Regions from separate parts of the Anas platyrhynchos genome. Here region 1 is linked to region 2. A link is a contact called in public Hi-C data. All regions are on one chromosome and are shown on one strand. The core of a region is the stretch at or near the end of the contact, and the rest is flanking DNA. Distances in the headings are between cores, read along the strand shown. Region 1 overlaps LOC113842885 (a long non-coding RNA gene). Region 2 overlaps NBN (nibrin).

Region 1 (3,963 bases), core at 713-3,212, 110 kb after region 2:
AGGATTTAGGTCTTGAGCATGGGACTGGGGAGGAAAAGTAGGTTGGTGCTTTACTCCAGTTCCTGGGGCTGGCTGTCAGAACAGCTTTGCTTGTTATTGCAGAGGCCCTTAGCAAACACAAGCCCATTAAGCTGTGATTTGAAAATGTGCAGTTGGCAATAGAGAAGATGCATAAATAATAAAACAACTGCTAATAAAAACAACTGCTAGTATATATGATAATAACCTTTTAATACATTATTTATGCAATAATGCAATAACCTTTTTTTTTTTTTTTTTTTAGCCTAATTAAGTCTACACTGTTTCTGTCAGTGCTGCTGCCACATTTGAATGAGGAGGTGACGTAATCCGTAATTCACCATCTGTCTCATTGTGTCAGGTGATAAATGACCTGGTGCAGCAAGCTCTGCCTTTCCCATTGCTTGTTATCTAATGGACATAATAATGAAAAGGTGCTCAGTGATACTAAAAGAGAAGTCTCAAAATCCTTCACTGTGCCTATAGACAGGATACCTCTTCATGTGGGCTTCTCAGGGTAGATCAGCTTTTGGATAAAACTGACGCTTTTGTTAAATACTGTTTCTAAATGATAGAGTATTTAGGCCATGGAGCAAAGAAGCAGCTGCCTCTTGGTTTCTTCCTTGAGCTTTTAACTTGCTGAATATTTGTGAGAATTCCCACTGATCATTTGCATTCTGAAGAAGTCTGTGGTCTGCCTTGCTTCTTCACATGGGAATTTCCACACAGATAGTGAGATAAGTGAAGATCCAGAACAAACAGGGTATTTTATTGTATTTTTCCTTATACCTTGATTAGTGTTGTAATAAAAAAAAAATTCGTTGTCATGATTTAAGAAGTATCGAACTTCTCATTTTTGTTGTTGTTGTTTTTGTTTTTTAATTACTACTTTTTTTTGGTGGTGGTATTTACAGGTACTTTGCAAGTAGGATAATGGCAGGATTTAAGTGGCAGGGTCTTTGCAAGTAGGATTTTATGGCAGGATTTAAAATGGCAGGCCCAGTAAAATGGACTTGTTATCTGGCCCACAAAGTCTGGGGAGATGTGTATAGCAAGCTGCTGTATTTTTAGCAAGGTAGTAAAAAAAGTAAGTGGTAAATGATTAAAATCATGTAGCAGAAATGACTATGTCTTATGAAGATAATTAAACACTTACTCGGGTCACTAATGCAATTTTCTGTGAACATGTTAACATTTAATATCCATTATCATGATGTATTGCATATGACTCACCTGAGGACAGGAAAATGCTAATCTTAAGTACACTAATCTGTATCACTTAGATAAAACTATTTAGATGAGCATATGAAGTAACAGAGAAGCGTGGCAGTAGTCAGAACATGGACTTCTGTACTTTGCCATTATATTGCTCGTTAAACTTTTGGCTATTGGACTTAAGCATGACAGACCTCATTACCTATTAAATAGTCAGAAACACTTGAGAAACAGATGCTATTTTTCTCTTATCTACTCACAGGTTCTGAATTTTATATGTATATTTAGGGTTGAATAAAGGATTATGTTTCAGAAAATGCGTTTTCATTCAGTAATATCGGAATCTTTGTCCTTGCTTTTTGTGGTGTTTACAGCCTTTAAATAAAAAGAGAATGCTTATTTAACAGGCTTTTAAATGAAAAGAGAATGTATATTTGTTTTATAATAGGTTTGTTTAAGGAGTATTTTCTCTTCAAAATATTTCGGTATGTTTTGTACTACCCACATACAAGGAATAAAGGAGTTTGGTATTGACTTCTTCAGCTGTGCTTGTTCTTATCAATGAGATAAAATGTTTCCAGTCCTGATATCTTCCAAAACAAAATGTTGTGTGTTCAGTTTCTGGCTGGGATCGCTTTGCCTGCTGTCACCCTGGCAATATAGTGGTACACATGCACAGATCTGTTTTTAATGAGTGTGACAACAGGGGAGCACCGTGGAAGCCCATACCTTTTGCAATCGCCTCTGTGGTTTCAGACCAGCCTTCACTCCTCCTTGCTAGCACGTGCCAGGCATAAGCTGGGCTGTGCCTGAATGGCAGAACATCTGAATTCTTTTGGAAGCTATTGCATATTGTTTTAGGTGATTGTTTACACAATTTTACATGAAGAGATCTGCATGAAAGTACATGTACCCAGCTATTGCAACATGTCGATACTACCTAGCTGACTGAGCAAAGGGGCAGAGCTGCTCTGAGCTTTTCTTAGCAGTTTGGAGGGAGGGAGCCCTTGGGAGAACAATAGTTCTGAGTCACCCATTATTTCCATGCTGTGTTCCAGCTGTGGTGGTGCCCATATGGTGATGACAAGTCCCAGGTATAATGTCAGGATAAACTCAGGAGACTTGAAGACAAATGGTATTTCTTTTCGGCACTAATAGTTTGAAAAAGCCACCCCACTCTTGAATCATTTTGTTGTTTTGTTTGTTTATTTTGCTATTATCACCTAGACTTCCTTTTTCTCCTGTTGCTTGTGGGATCTGTCCAATTTTATGATGCCAGCCCTCTTCCTAGACAGTAACACTGTGGTAATTCCTTCTCTGAAGCCTTTTCAACATGTGCTGTGTTGGATTCTCCGAGGCCAAATGGAGCCCAGGTCTCCTCATAACTGCACCCATGCTAATAAATGGAACGTGCCCTGGACCATTTCTTAACGCCAAGGCCAGCTCGTGTGGGATGACTTTCACACATCCAAAAGAGAACCTGCACCAAAAATGTCTATTAAGAACAGTTCCTGTCTCTAACACCTGAAGCATTGGTATTGCTTAGGAGAATGGTATTTCTAGTGAGCCACAAGGGATTATTGTAATAGATCAATCTTCTGACAGCAGTCTGAGTGCCTGGGAGCATTCCTTGACAACTCTGAATTTACTAACACAAGTAATCTATGCTAATCTGGTCTCCTACATTCAGGATCATGCTATGATTGTTACTTAGGTGGTGTATATCCTCAAATGCTTCAACTTCTGCCCCTCTGCCTCTGGGTTTTAACCTTTATTATGATTTTCAGTCTCAAATGCCAGTGTTCTTGATGTTTCACACAGAAGGTGGCTAAAAATTAATAATGATATAAGCCAATAGCAAACTGGAAAAATTACTTTCAGCAATTCCTTGGAACAAAATTTGTGTCTTTTTTCCTCCTTTTCTCTCATTTAAAATCCAAACTATTACACAAGTGCTGGAAACTTCATGCAAAACACTGTAGAGTGCCAAAAATCTCCCAGGTCGGTAATTACAGTTTCCAGAAGTACATAATCTGCTGGAGCTTTGTCTTGCCACTTGGGAAGCTACAGTTCTCTCCAAATAGCTGTCAAGCTGTCAGTCATGACAGAGTCATCAAGGATAACATTCATTACTACAAGACTGGAGAAGACCAAAAAATCAAGTGGGTGCGTAGAACAAGCTGGTGAAGTAGGGGCTGAAAATATTAAACATTTGCATTTGCTTTGTTTACATTCTGTGTTGGCCCTTCAATAAGGGTAAAAAATTATGTTTATTTGAAAATGCACCTATGCACCTTGAAATCAAATTAAGATGCAGCTTATTGGTAGCTAAAATTAGAATTGAGCATGTTTAGTGCTGTACAAGACCGAATTCTTAATGGAAGCATCCACCCCCATTCCCAGCTCCAGGTTTGAAACCCTTCAGGCTTTGAGCATGTTCAAATCTTGTCCAAATTCTATGATTCTGAACCATTTCCAATATGCCCTTTATCACTTATTGTCCTTTTTCATATTTCCAATATGTACTTTTTCACTTAATGAAATGTTATTTTACTTATATAAAGCTAATGGTTATGCTAACAATCTTCTCTTCTTCTCCTTTTTTCTTTTCCTTTTTCTCTTTTCTCTTTTTCTCCTTGCCTTTCCTTGTCTTGAGACATAAAATCTCTGATGTTTGTTGACTACAACATTCCTCAGCATTCCCCGATAATCCAAGCCTTAGTCATCTTG
Region 2 (3,828 bases), core at 196-2,695:
TTCGTTTACATCCAATGGCCATGGCCACCATTGCCATGAACTTGGTCATAACTCCTTAATTGTTTTGTTTTCTTGACTAATCAAGACATTTTTTTCAAGACTCTGTTTGTAGAGACTTTTCCCTGATGTTTAGGATTGGATGAGCTCTTCTCCCCTTCTTTAAACTGGTTCTCTGGCAGGGGGAGAAGTTTACTCTGCAAATAAAAGAATAAAAACTTGTAAAATCCAGATCTAGGAGTGGCAGAGAAGCCAATTGAATGACGTTGCTATGGGAAATTATGTTAATTATCCCATCTTGACGAGGTGAGCTGGGCTATTTGAAGCCACTATGTCGTGTCAATTTGAGGAACAGAATCTTGAAATCTCTGCATGTCGACAGCAATTATCGTGAAGTCAACCCGCTTACATGGTACCAGACAAAAAATACTTTGTCCTCAGAAAAAGTCTTTCATCAGGCTTTTCTTGACAGTCTTGCTGCTTAGTCAGGGATGTCCAAAATGGTACACAAATCACAAAGGTAAACAAATTCTGGATTCAGCAATGAGGGGGTTTTGGTATTGTGATGTTTATCACCATAGGGTCAATTTCTGTCCACCCACCACCTTTATAAAGACTGTTCTTCAGCTGTTGAGGTAGTTCCTGGAGGACTGGAGCTGTACTTACTGCTGTTTGCTGTACTTTCAGGGTGAGTTTTTGTACCATCAGAACCTCTGTGTTTTCCTGTGAAAACCCACTGCTCCGACAGACAGCCATTGCAGACTGCTGAGAATAACATTTTTGATAGTTGTTACTCAACTCAAGCAAAGAGCTCAGCAGAATATCAACGGAGAAGATCCTTCAGAATGATTATTTACTATCTTTTTTTTTTTTTTTTTTTTAAAAAAGGCAGAACATTTCATCTGAGAAATGCTTGAAACATATGATGTACATGACCCTGTAAAAACTAAGACCTTTGCAATTTGCATTGTATTTTGCTGGAGTTCAAACCACCCCGGGGCATACCTGTGACCACTCATACATTATACTCTTCAAATCCAATTCCCCAGAGAGATGAATCAGCAGTTTTTATATTCATTTTCAGTTATTTAGTGACAGAAGACCACCAGACCCAGACATCATCTGGTGAACTAGGGGGTGGCATCCCTGCCCATGGCAGGGAGGGTGGAACTAAGTGGTCTTTGAGGTTCCTTCCAACCCCAGCCATTCTATGACTTCATGAGCACCTGGGTCTTCATAAATCTTGAAATGTCTCCTTTTGTGCCAACATTTCCAACATCCAGTTTCTTTCAGTCTTTCACAGACAGCTGTGAAACTGCTTTTGTACTGGGAAGGCAGTCATGGGACTATTCCTCATTTCTTCCCTTGACATTAGAAGCTACTGCTCCCTAGCGGCTGCTGGTCTCTCCTTGGAGAGGTCCTTCCCTTGCACACATTTCCTTTATTTCCCTGCATGACATCTATGTACAGAGTGACTTCTGAACACTACACATTTACTGAGTAGTCTGCAGTTCAGAGTTGCTGCTGCCTGCTTTGTATTTGTGTGCCCCGTGGTTTCAACAGTCAGCTCACCGCACTGCTTAAGGAAGTTGTATGGTGTTGACTTTCTTTAGAAGATTAAAACAAAAGTTCAGTAACTCAGACATCTAAGGTTTCTCTAATCTACTTCAAACCACAGTGTGCAAGTACACCCACATCTTTTTGACAAAAGGCTGTTCTTTATCTAAAAATAAATCTAAGCAGAAGCTTTATCTGCAGATCTTGTTTCTTGTATTTCTGTGTAACAAACATTGAGGCTGTGTGGGGACTGCTTTTTTTTTTTTTATTACCATGTATTATTTTTGTTCATGCTGCTCTCAGGAAGGAGATGCACACAATATACAAACTAAATATACTTTTTATTAGCAAGGCTTTTAAAGTACAGTCTTGCATCCATCAGCTTAGCTGAACACAGTTTCAAGCAGGTTGGATTACTTCATGCACCACTGGAAGAGAGGACAGATGCTGTTTCTGTACAGAAACACCATCCTCAGCTTTAGCTTGCATCAGTTTCAGCTGACTTCCTGTCTTTCCCCCATCAGCTGGGGAAGCTATGGTATTTTTTTTCTTTTACAGGACTACCAACATATTTTCCTTCTCACTGCTGAAGATTATGCTCTATTTTTGACCTCTCACACCCATGAGAATCCTCCCAGCTTTCATTGTACACTTTAACTAGAGTCTTCTCTCAGGGCTGGTGCAGCAGGGTGGGTGGCAGGGCTGGCCTCTCCTGTGTCATTGCACTAATTCCTATAATCTAAAAAAGCATTTGTCATCAGCTTCAGTGTCCTGTCTGCTGACCTCCAGTCCTTCACCACGTTCCACATGTAGAAGCCTCTACACCAACTTCACCTGGTACATCAGTTATAAGATCTACCCCCACCCAGATCTCCTAGCATCAATCCGTTCTGTAAAGAAAGCTTTTTGTGCTTGATGATTAAACTGTCTCTTCCCCATCACTTTCCCTCCCATACAACTTCCCCTTCTCTTGCTCCACTCAAGTTCCTGAATCTACCCACAACCACATTTGGCCACTCCAGTGTTTGGCTACTTCTGACTGCACCCTGTTTGTGCTGCTGTCTTCGAACCTAATCCAAACGTGGCGAAACCTGCATCAGCTGCCCGACCACTGTATTCCTCACTCCTCTTTGTACAAGTCTTTCATGACCACATACTAGTGAGGTAAATCTGATTTTTGCCAACCATTTCCCAGTCTCCCCAACCAGCAACTTGCCCTGCCACTTGCTTCAGCACTCTGCTCGCATCCTTCTGCCCTAGTTTTGACCATTGTAATCTCCCTCAAGCATCAGCTACAGCACCAGATCCATACAAGAACTTCTCTTCCCCCTTTCTGAACACAACAGCACTCTGAACACCTTTGCCTCTCCACAGTTCCCTCCCCCCAAGAGTTCCCCACTTCTCTGGACCGGTAATTGCCTTCTTTCAGCTGAAACTCTTCCTGTATTATTCCTTTAGACTTTCATCTGTCATCAGTTTTCACACATGAAGATAAAACAAGCTTCACATGCATGCCTCTGGTAGGTGCTATCATCTAATCAAGGCTGAGGTTTTGCTCACAGTTCAAAAGGAGAATATATTTAAGCTGACAGCAGATATTCTCTACAAGTTGTTTATGCTGAACATCTGAAAAAGGGGATGACCCAAACATACTTCAGCAAAAGCAGAAATAGTGAGGCACAACACATGGAAATGTTTACTTAGTACCTCAAGCTCCAGATACATCATGTGTGAGCAAAAAAACAAGGGTGGGAGAACATAAAAGGTTAGCTCTGCATTTAGAACTGCAATTCGACAACCAGAATACCAGAACCAACAACAACGGGCAAGGTTGCAGTACTGACTTTCCAAATTTTGCCAAGCAGATATAAGGTAACGGGATCAGTTATTGGAAAAGGGCATCTCAGTGTTCACATAGAAGCTGGTCCTAGAATTAAAAGTGAATCACTTCCCTCTGCTCAGAGCAACCCTCAGAAGTCTACCAAATCTATCATCTCCTTGTCCCTAGCTTTAGATTGTGGGCAACTTCCTTATATATCCATTAAAAAAATAAAAATACATATAATGAAATGCTGGGATTCTATACTATTTTGTGTTATGTTTTCATTGTCTTCATGCTGGCATAGAGGTCTGCAGAGGGTGTCCAGGAACAAAGCTGAATTTCAGTTTGGAGCATCCACTGTAGACAACGCAGGCTGATGTATGCACATTGCTACTGATCTCATAATGGGGAGAGAGAGGAAAAAAATGCAAATTTGATGAAATTATGATATG

Evidence for each region. A called contact is a pair of places that touch in the nucleus more often than the background predicts.
Region 1: a Hi-C map of skeletal muscle shows a contact between it and region 2, with 5 times the contacts expected there. The contact joins two enhancer-like sites. A contact is called at or near these places in 3 of 8 Hi-C or Micro-C datasets (F1 follicle, skeletal muscle and subcutaneous adipose tissue).

What each region holds. Positions count from the first base shown.
Region 1 is chr2:26,248,664-26,252,626 of IASCAAS_PekinDuck_T2T, forward strand. It overlaps LOC113842885 (a long non-coding RNA gene), which reads left to right. Exons shown (of 3, transcript XR_003495758.3): 3 at 284-1,775. Among named protein-coding and RNA genes, the nearest start is that of RIPK2, 4.6 kb to the left of the region's middle. Within about 2 kb of position 1,963, at least 1 of the 8 cell types and tissues checked has an H3K27ac peak or open chromatin away from gene starts, as enhancers often do.
Region 2 is chr2:26,139,081-26,142,908 of IASCAAS_PekinDuck_T2T, forward strand. It overlaps NBN (nibrin), which reads left to right. Exons shown (of 17, transcript XR_011807426.1): 17 at 685-1,748. It overlaps OSGIN2 (oxidative stress induced growth inhibitor family member 2), which reads right to left. Exons shown (of 7, transcript XR_011807427.1): 7 at 1,877-3,828. Among named protein-coding and RNA genes, the nearest start is that of OSGIN2, 20 kb to the right of the region's middle. Within about 2 kb of position 1,446, at least 1 of the 8 cell types and tissues checked has an H3K27ac peak or open chromatin away from gene starts, as enhancers often do.